Linked DNA regions of Mus musculus: region 2 is linked to region 1. A link is a contact called in public ChIA-PET data. All regions are on one chromosome and are shown on one strand. The core of a region is the stretch at or near the end of the contact, and the rest is flanking DNA. Distances in the headings are between cores, read along the strand shown. Region 1 holds the start of Cpa3 (carboxypeptidase A3, mast cell). Region 2 has its middle 9.1 kb from the start of Gm46797.

Region 1 (3,991 bases), core at 1,031-3,530:
GCTTTTTATCTGTGTATCTATAACCACACAGGAGGTGAAGCAATAGATACTATACCCACACCGGCCATACATTGTGCACCATAAAGGGATGTAAGGTTCTGTGTAACTAATAAGCTAAAGATAATCTTTTTTTTTTTTACAAATGTATTTAAGAACTGTTGAATATAAAGTAGTAGGAAACAATTCATTTGTACTAAGTAACAGTTTAGGACAATGCATTGAGAAGAGCAAGTAGAAGAGTCAACTCTTTATTAATCATGCTTTAATGGTATGTACATGATTATTTAATAATTGATTTAGCCACAGTTGGCAATTATTCAGATTTTACAATTTTATGGCTCCTCCCCTGAATTCCTCTGTGAATTCTAGAATTCTGGTAAGGTTTGTATCTGACAAGAAGGTGCAATTTATTAATCTTGTTTTTTAATTTTACTATTTTAGTAATATGCCCTTGACCAAATCACTGTAACTGATTGCTTTTCAGTGTGCTTTAATTTAAAAATGTGGTTAATAGGCTTCCCTGGTGGGTGCTATAGATGTAGTGAGGTGGATATATGCCCTGAGATATCATGAGTGCTGATGTCCTCTTTGCTATTGCCCATAGCTGGAAATTTCAGCAATTTCAGCCTGCAAGAACAGCACTGAGGTTAAAACAGTTTGAGAAGGTTCAAGCTCTTGAGTTTCTTTAAAATCACAGCTAATTTTGAAACCCAGTGAAGTACAAATACACAGTCTGAGATATGTGAAGATGATGTCCAGTCTTCACTATGGCACTCTACCTGGGAGATGTGAGGGAGCTGCTGGGTCTCCGCCATTACACCAAGATAGAGGTATGTTCCAAGTCACTGTGGCTATCTCTTAGTTACATCACACTTCAGGTTTGGGGCAGCCCACCATGGGACAACAAGAGGTTTTTTTTCAACCAACCAACACATCTGTTTACTTTGAAACATCATAGAATAAGGTGAACATATCAGGGGCTAGTTTATAGGCTAAATATCACAATAACAACATCTTCATTATAGCAAAAAATGTGGAGGAAGAGTTTCATGCTCAAAGTACTGTTGTGAACATTTATTAAGTGGCAAGCACATAGGTGTGCCACAGCAGTGTCCCATAGGGAAGTAATAAGAGGAGGTTTTGTGTGCCAGACAAAGCTGCATATAAGCATTTCCATCATGTGAGCTAACAGCAGAAGAAGGAGCAGAATCTCCTAACAGAAAGAACACGGCAATTTCTGCAATTGCTCCAGTCTGAGGCAGAGCATAGCTGCACAGAGGCAAGGATAGTGTGAGTGTGAAGGATACTCAGGAACTAGAATAGGGAGAACTTCTGACTGGTTTGACTGAAGAGAAGCGTGACTGGAATGAAGGACAGGCTTGGTTCTGGGTTTAAATCTGATGAGTGATGTTGGCAGTTTCAGTTACCACCTTTTTATGTCAGGTTCTGTTTCAAGGATGTTACATTGTAAATCTGATGGTAAATATGAAATAAGAGCAAGGTGACTGGGCCAAGCTGACTTGTGTGATAGGAGTGGCTTAACCCATGATAGAAAATGTTCTCTTTTTTGTTAGATTTTAAGAAACTGCTTATATTTAAGAATCTCTTTTGAAGGAATCCTCACTGTTGGAAAGCTATCACCAGCCAGTACTTTACTCTCATCAGATTGTACTTGAACAGAAGTCACCAGAAGAAATTGGAGTGGATGTTGTGGGTGGGGGGACTCAGAGTACAGACAGGAAAGGGGGTAATGGAAAAGGTGCCAAGGATTCCCCTTGTTTTACAGAGTACTTAGGAGCTATTGCTTGTAAAGCAGGAAGGAAAAGAAGTGAACCATGGAAACAAAACTAGGTGTGGTGCTGGCTCCTGGCTGAGTTATCCCAATCGTTTCCGTCATTCCTCTTCCTCCCTCGTTTGTCAACCTTTCATAACCAGTGGGCACTGAAGATAAAATGGAAGGAATATCTCTTAGAGAATTGAAAAGAAAGAGATAAGACCCCTCTGAATGGTTTACCTCAATGCTTTGGGTCAAGTTCTTCAAGACACTGGCGTGCTTTTCATTCTGGAGTTTCACACGGAATACCTTCTCCCTTCAAGTAGATAAAAGACAGAAACCAAAGAAACAAAATTTCAGTGAATTTTGAAGCCATATTCCTTACCTCCTTTTTCACCCAGAGACTGGACTATAGATAGAGAAATTTACCTGTCAAAGTGGACAGGAGCAATTGCAAGTGTAGTGTAGATGACAGCCATAAGCAAGAAGAACCTCATGTTTTTTCTTGGCTTGATCTGACCCCTATACGGGTTTTATACCTCAGCTTTTATCTCGACGAACAGCTGATTTCCTTTGTGGTTCCTGGGGATGAACAGTCCTTCCACCTCATATTTTTTCAGTTGAGAGGGGGCAGGGTTGTGAATATCCAGGCCTCTCTCTACTTTCTTATATTTTTGGTTGTGAGCCTAGCCTCTAATGGCTGAGCCACCTCTCCAGCCCTCTACTTTCTTATTAATAGGAGATATAAATGTCTCTAAAAAAGATTGGGAAAAATCCCTTCAGCAAGTAGTGTGTTCAAGGTGATAGGATGAGTCTATTCACAGAGATAAGACAGTAACGTACCTCTGTTCTAAAATACTAGCCTCCCAGGAAGCTTCAATTAAATAGGTTGAAGCATACTCATAGGTTTTAAATACAAAACAATTAATATACTTAATTTTTGTGAGTATGTGTTTGGAGTGGAGTTTGTTCATGCTATGATATATGTGTGGAGATCAGAGGACAACTTAAATAGAGAACACATTCCATCCTTCTATCATTTGAGTTTTGGGGGATTGGACTCAAATCATGGGTCTTGGTGGCAGGTGTCTTTACCCACTGACCCACTGCACTGATCTCTATCCTACATTTTAAAAGTTACATTTATAACCTCAAATGAATTTGAGTAACTGCCACAGAACTTTGGTGTATAGTCTTTTATTTATTTATTTTTTAACTTTTTATTTTTGGGTTTTCTAGACAGAGTTTCTCTATATATCCCTGGCTGTCCTGGAACTCACTCTGTCGACCAGGCTGGTCTCGAACTCAGATTTCGAAATCCAAGTGCTGGAATTAAAGGCATGTGTCACCACTGCCTGGCTTTGGTATATAGTCTTACGTAATGAAACTTTATCCTCCTCCTCCCCCTCTTTCTTCTTGTTGTTCTTGTTCTTGTTCTTGTTCTTGTTCTTGTTCTTGTTCTTGTTCTTGTTCTTCTTGTTCTTCTTGTTCTTCTTGTTCTTCTTGTTCTTCTTGTTCTTCTTGTTCTTGTTCTTCTTCTTCTTGTTCTTCTTGTTCTTGTTCTTCTTGTTCTTCTTGTTCTTCTTGTTCTTCTTGTTCTTCTTGTTCTTGTTCTTCTTCTTGTTCTTGTTCTTGTTCTTCTTCTTGTTCTTCTTCTTCTTCTTCTTGTTCTTCTTCTTCTTCTTCTTCTTCTTCTTCTTCTTCTTCTTCTTCTTCTTCTTCTTCTTCTTCTTCTTCTCCTTCTCCTTCTCCTTCTCCTTCTCCTTCTCCTTCTCCTTCTCCTTCTCCTTCTCCTCCTCCTCCTCCTCCTCCTCCTCCTCCTCCTCCTCCTCCTCCTCCTCTTCCTCCTTCTCCTTCTCCTCCTCCTTTTCCTTCTCCTCTTCCTCTTCCTCCTCCTCCTCCTCTCTCTCTTTCTTTCTTTGGAAGGTTGGGTGGACAAGCTATTGCTATGTTTGAGTTGGCCTCAACTTCTTACCTCAGCCTTATTGCTTCTGAGACTGTAAGTCTATGCCAGGAAGTAACTTGGTTACATATTATAAATAATCAAAATATTATTATTGGAGGATGTTCTTATTATCAGAGCAACAATTTATACTCCATCCACGAGTTTCATGTATTCTCCCAAGAATCTTTTCTAAACTCTGAAGATAAGAAAGTGTACATTTTTGCAAAATGCCATATGTCTTCACTGGTCAGTGATGACAGCAGTAGAAACTC
Region 2 (3,991 bases), core at 729-3,228, 53 kb after region 1:
GGCATCGGAAAGAGAGGAAGTACTTCTCAGCAGGAGGGATGGGGCAGCGGAAATTTTTCTTTTGGCGACTACAAGGGGAAGCAGGAACTTGGTGGTATCAGGGTACATTTTGAGGTCCGGACATCCGGACATCCAGCGCTGACTTTCTTGGAGCGGTGCGTCCGGTGGCCCGCTTTTGACTCCCTTTTCTTCTCGGGGGGGAGAGGCCCAATTCAGAGATCAGGACAATAGTGTTGCCTTAATAGCTCCCAACACTTGGAGAGTATTGATAAGTTATTTCTCTGCTGGTGAAATGAGCCAATTCGGGCCAGACTAGATTATATTAAATGTAGGTTTAGTGGGAATCTGCTTTTAGGCAAGTTCACTGGCCTAAGGGCAGAGTCAGGGAAGTCACCATGAGTGGGGGGGGGGGGTAGAAAGAAAGAAACATGCAGAGAGAGAGAAAAGAGGAGGAAAGAGAAGGAGGAGAAGAGGGAGGCAGGGGGGAAGGGGAGAAAGAGGGGGATAGAGAGGGAGGGAGAAGAGAGAGAGAGAGAGAGAGAGAGAGAGAGAGAGAGAGAAGAGGAGCCTCTGGGGGAAGGGCATGCCAGCCCCTGGGCTGGAAAGTTCAGGGTTGGGGCAGGGTATTTTAGGTATGGACTGAGGGATGCTGGGAGAACCTGGAAGCCAGGTCAGCTTTGATGTGTAAAATATGTACCTCAGTCCCCTGTCCCAGGGTCTGAAACCAAACAAGTATATGGAAAGGTTGGGAAAACATGATGGAGTGAAGGAAGAGAAAAAAGAAAGAACCTAAGAATGAAGAAAAGGTGGGGGCAGAGAGACAAAGGGAAAACTGCAGGATGAGAAGAGAGTTGTGTGACTCAGCATAATCTGTGAACACAGGAAAACAGAAAGACAATAGAGAATTGTTTTATAGATTCATTCCTCAAAAGCAGAATTTTTAACTTAGGATCCATGGAAAATATTCATGGGACCCAAGTGTCTATATTTGAAAATATTACATTTCCATTTTGTCTCATTTTGTCTGAAACTTTGCTTGGTATCTTCTTCTCAGTGGACATAATCTCCACATCTCTGTAGGACTGGCGTTAAACAGGACTTAGTCAACAATACAAACCACGAATAGGTTCATTTCAAAATACAATTGTGGTAGTTATCTTGAAACCTTATTTTTAACATGTCAAAGATTATCATTGATCTGAACTAATGGTTTATGAGGATATACATACATTAGTACCAGATATTCAAAAAATTTGTTAACTGTCTTTCAGTATAATCAATTTCCTTTCCAACTTTATAATTTTCATTTTTGATTCAAAAAAATAAGTTGAGCTTTTGCCCATCATTGCTGTCGCCTAGTCTCCTGGTTTGCTTGTATGTTCCTTCTGAGTCTATGCTTCACAAATAAGTCGAGCTTTTGCCCATCATTGCTGTCGCCTAGTCTCTTGGCTTTCTTGTATGTTCCTTCTGAGTCTATGCTTCACATGTTTGAAGAAAACTCAAGGACAGAGTCAGTGCTGGAAACACGGGTCACATGTCTTTGAAGGCGTAAACGAGCCGGTTGCTAATGGAGAGAGCAGATACTTTTGCAGAACCAGTTTTTTTTTTTCAGATTAGATTTTTATCTCAAAGCAATCATCTTGTTTCCACCTCCTGAATGTTGATGTTAGTGACTTGAGTCATGACACTCAGAGAAATTATTGTTTGCAATTAACACTAAATTACCAATACAACTATAATTTCACTGGCTTTGGTAGTGAGGGAGATCAGATTCTAATTTCCCTGAAGTCAACGAATCAGGCAAATCTGCAGAGCTGGGAAGGAAGCCGAAGGTTTAGTTGATGGGTGAGGGCAGCAGAGAAGCTATTGGCTAAAGAGTGAAACTGCCTTTTACTTTAGAATTTTGTTCCAGACCGAGACTACATTTTCTGTTAGGAAGTCACAGATTAATTCAACCACATGCTGAGTGCTACACTTTTCTTTGACCTTTCATTTTCTCTTCCCCATTTCTTTATTGTGTACAAAGTAACTGGTGCAGGGATATATGCATATTGCTTGGGGAAAAGATTGAATGGCAACTGGTGCATCTTAATTCAAATCAAATGGCAACAATATAGAAACTACTGGTTCTTAAAAATAGTTTTTTTTCCTCTATTAGTGGCATGTTCATTCCACTCTTATCTCTATATTCTAGTGTGTTACTTTCCTCATATTTTTTTTTTCTGCAGGAAAGAACAATCAATAACATAAACATTCTTGCACACTTTAATTAAATAATTTTTATGTTTTTTGTTTATGATTATAAAACCAAACATGATTTTATTTCATTTTATTTTGCATGTAGTTGTTTTGCATAGGGCAATTCATCACGAAGCTGGAGTAATTTCTCTAAAAATGAAGTCTATATAGTTTTCCCTTCAAGATAAGGATCATGCTAAAATAAACTTCTTGTTAAAAATATTCTGAGTTCTCAGTATTTAAGATAACCAAGAGGTCTGCGACACAAATATTATCAGTAATTATGCCATTGGTCACCAGGGATAAGGGTCTCAGGCTGTTAACTCAAATAGCCTTATCTTTATCTATGTAAACCCAAGGTTCCCATTTTCTCTGAGATTAAAAGTTCAAAATCCCGTTCCAAATGCTAAGCTGTTACTAATGACTTTGACTCTTGGCATTGGTGTTCCAGTGTCATCACACTTCTTCATATATGGTCTTGCTGTCTTTATGTTAGGGAGAAAGAAGTTCTATTACAGAAAGGAATAAGAACTTAGAGAATACTCTGAGGTTTTTGAATCCTTGGCCTCTGTGTAGGAAAGGGAAAAATGCTTCCTAGATATCTTCTTAAGACATATTATCTAAAGAATCTCTTGTTTGGCAATAAAGTGCAAATGACTTAGGCCATCTCAGCATTAATCTGACTCACTGACTCTTAAAGTTTGATTTTATTTCACAGAGCAAAACCTTGTGTTTAAATTCTTGTGGGTAGCTATCCAGGGTTAATTTCTTACTGGTGTTCAAAGCTTCTGTGAGAGGCCAAAACTTTGCTCTTGGTATTGTTATCCCCCCCCCCCCTTTTTTTTGTACAGTATGCAAGAACAAATTTTAACAAGTATGCAATTTCTTTTCAGTATCTGGGTAACACAACTATTAGAAAATATGATATTACTTATTAGATTGACAAATCTTTTCATTTACACATCAAGTCTACTCCAATTGTAGCCCTTGGTGGCTGAGATCTAAGCAGACTTTAAATTAGCCATTGCATTTTACATAATCAGTCTTGAAAAACCCTATTTGAAGAGTAGTAATATTTGGCATGGTTAATTTGCTGGAGTTATTAATTGTTAGTAACACTGAAGAATAATTTTAATTATACATAAAATAATTTAAATAAGAAATATCATCCATAGTAGGTTCATGTATTTGAACACCTACTTGCTAGTTGATGGCATTAGTTTAGGATGTGGACCCTTGATGGAAGATTTATGCCACTGTAGGTAGGTTTTGATTTTGTAGCCTTATTTCACCTATCTCTGAGTCCTGCTAAGATAAGTTCTCATCTGTCTGGAATTGTAAACCAAGATTAATATGTCCTTTCTTAAGTCACTTTTGGCCAGAGGGGTTTATTACAACAACAGACTTACTGATCTTTTGAACAGAAATGTAGAAAATGGAATCAGTAGGAGACCCCAAACCTTCTAGGCAACCAGTCCCTATGCAGAGAGAGTATTAAGCAAATTAACAATACCCCCTTTCTTCATCTCTCATTCTCTCTACCCAAGGTTTGGAAGCAGCCTTATTGTTGTGCTGTTGTACAGTTCACACACTGACCACACCCTACTCTCTAACCCAGATAAACAGTAAACCCTGACAAACAACCTAAGTTACATGACTCCTACTTTTGGTCACACATTATAAGCCACATATTAATTTTTCTACTTTTTTATTAGATATTTTCTTTAGTTACATTTCAAATGTTATTCCTTTT

The links. ChIA-PET counts read pairs in DNA pulled down with a chosen protein or histone mark.
Region 2: a contact with region 1 is called in an SMC1A ChIA-PET map of the G1E-ER4 cell line, with 26 read pairs. The contact joins the enhancer-like site here to the promoter of Cpa3 in region 1. A contact is called at or near these places in 2 of 39 promoter capture datasets (the HPC-7 cell line and macrophages), 1 of 15 datasets of contacts at CTCF or cohesin (the G1E-ER4 cell line), 4 of 484 Hi-C or Micro-C datasets (the G1E-ER4 cell line, nephron progenitors, pre-megakaryocyte-erythroid progenitors and 1 more) and 2 of 115 datasets of contacts at active chromatin or transcription factors (the SCID.adh cell line and embryonic stem cells).

The regions. Positions count from the first base shown.
Region 1 is chr3:20,239,901-20,243,891 of GRCm38.p6, forward strand. Cpa3 (carboxypeptidase A3, mast cell) reads right to left here and starts at 2,281. Exons shown (of 11, transcript NM_007753.2): 1 at 2,204-2,281; 2 at 2,015-2,090. The coding sequence starts at 2,271.
Region 2 is chr3:20,293,178-20,297,168 of GRCm38.p6, forward strand. No RefSeq gene overlaps it. Among named protein-coding and RNA genes, the nearest start is that of Gm46797, 9.1 kb to the left of the region's middle. Within about 2 kb of position 1,979, at least 11 of the 459 cell types and tissues checked have an H3K27ac peak or open chromatin away from gene starts, as enhancers often do. A contact at or near this core is called in the G1E-ER4 cell line and the SCID.adh cell line, where this site is marked.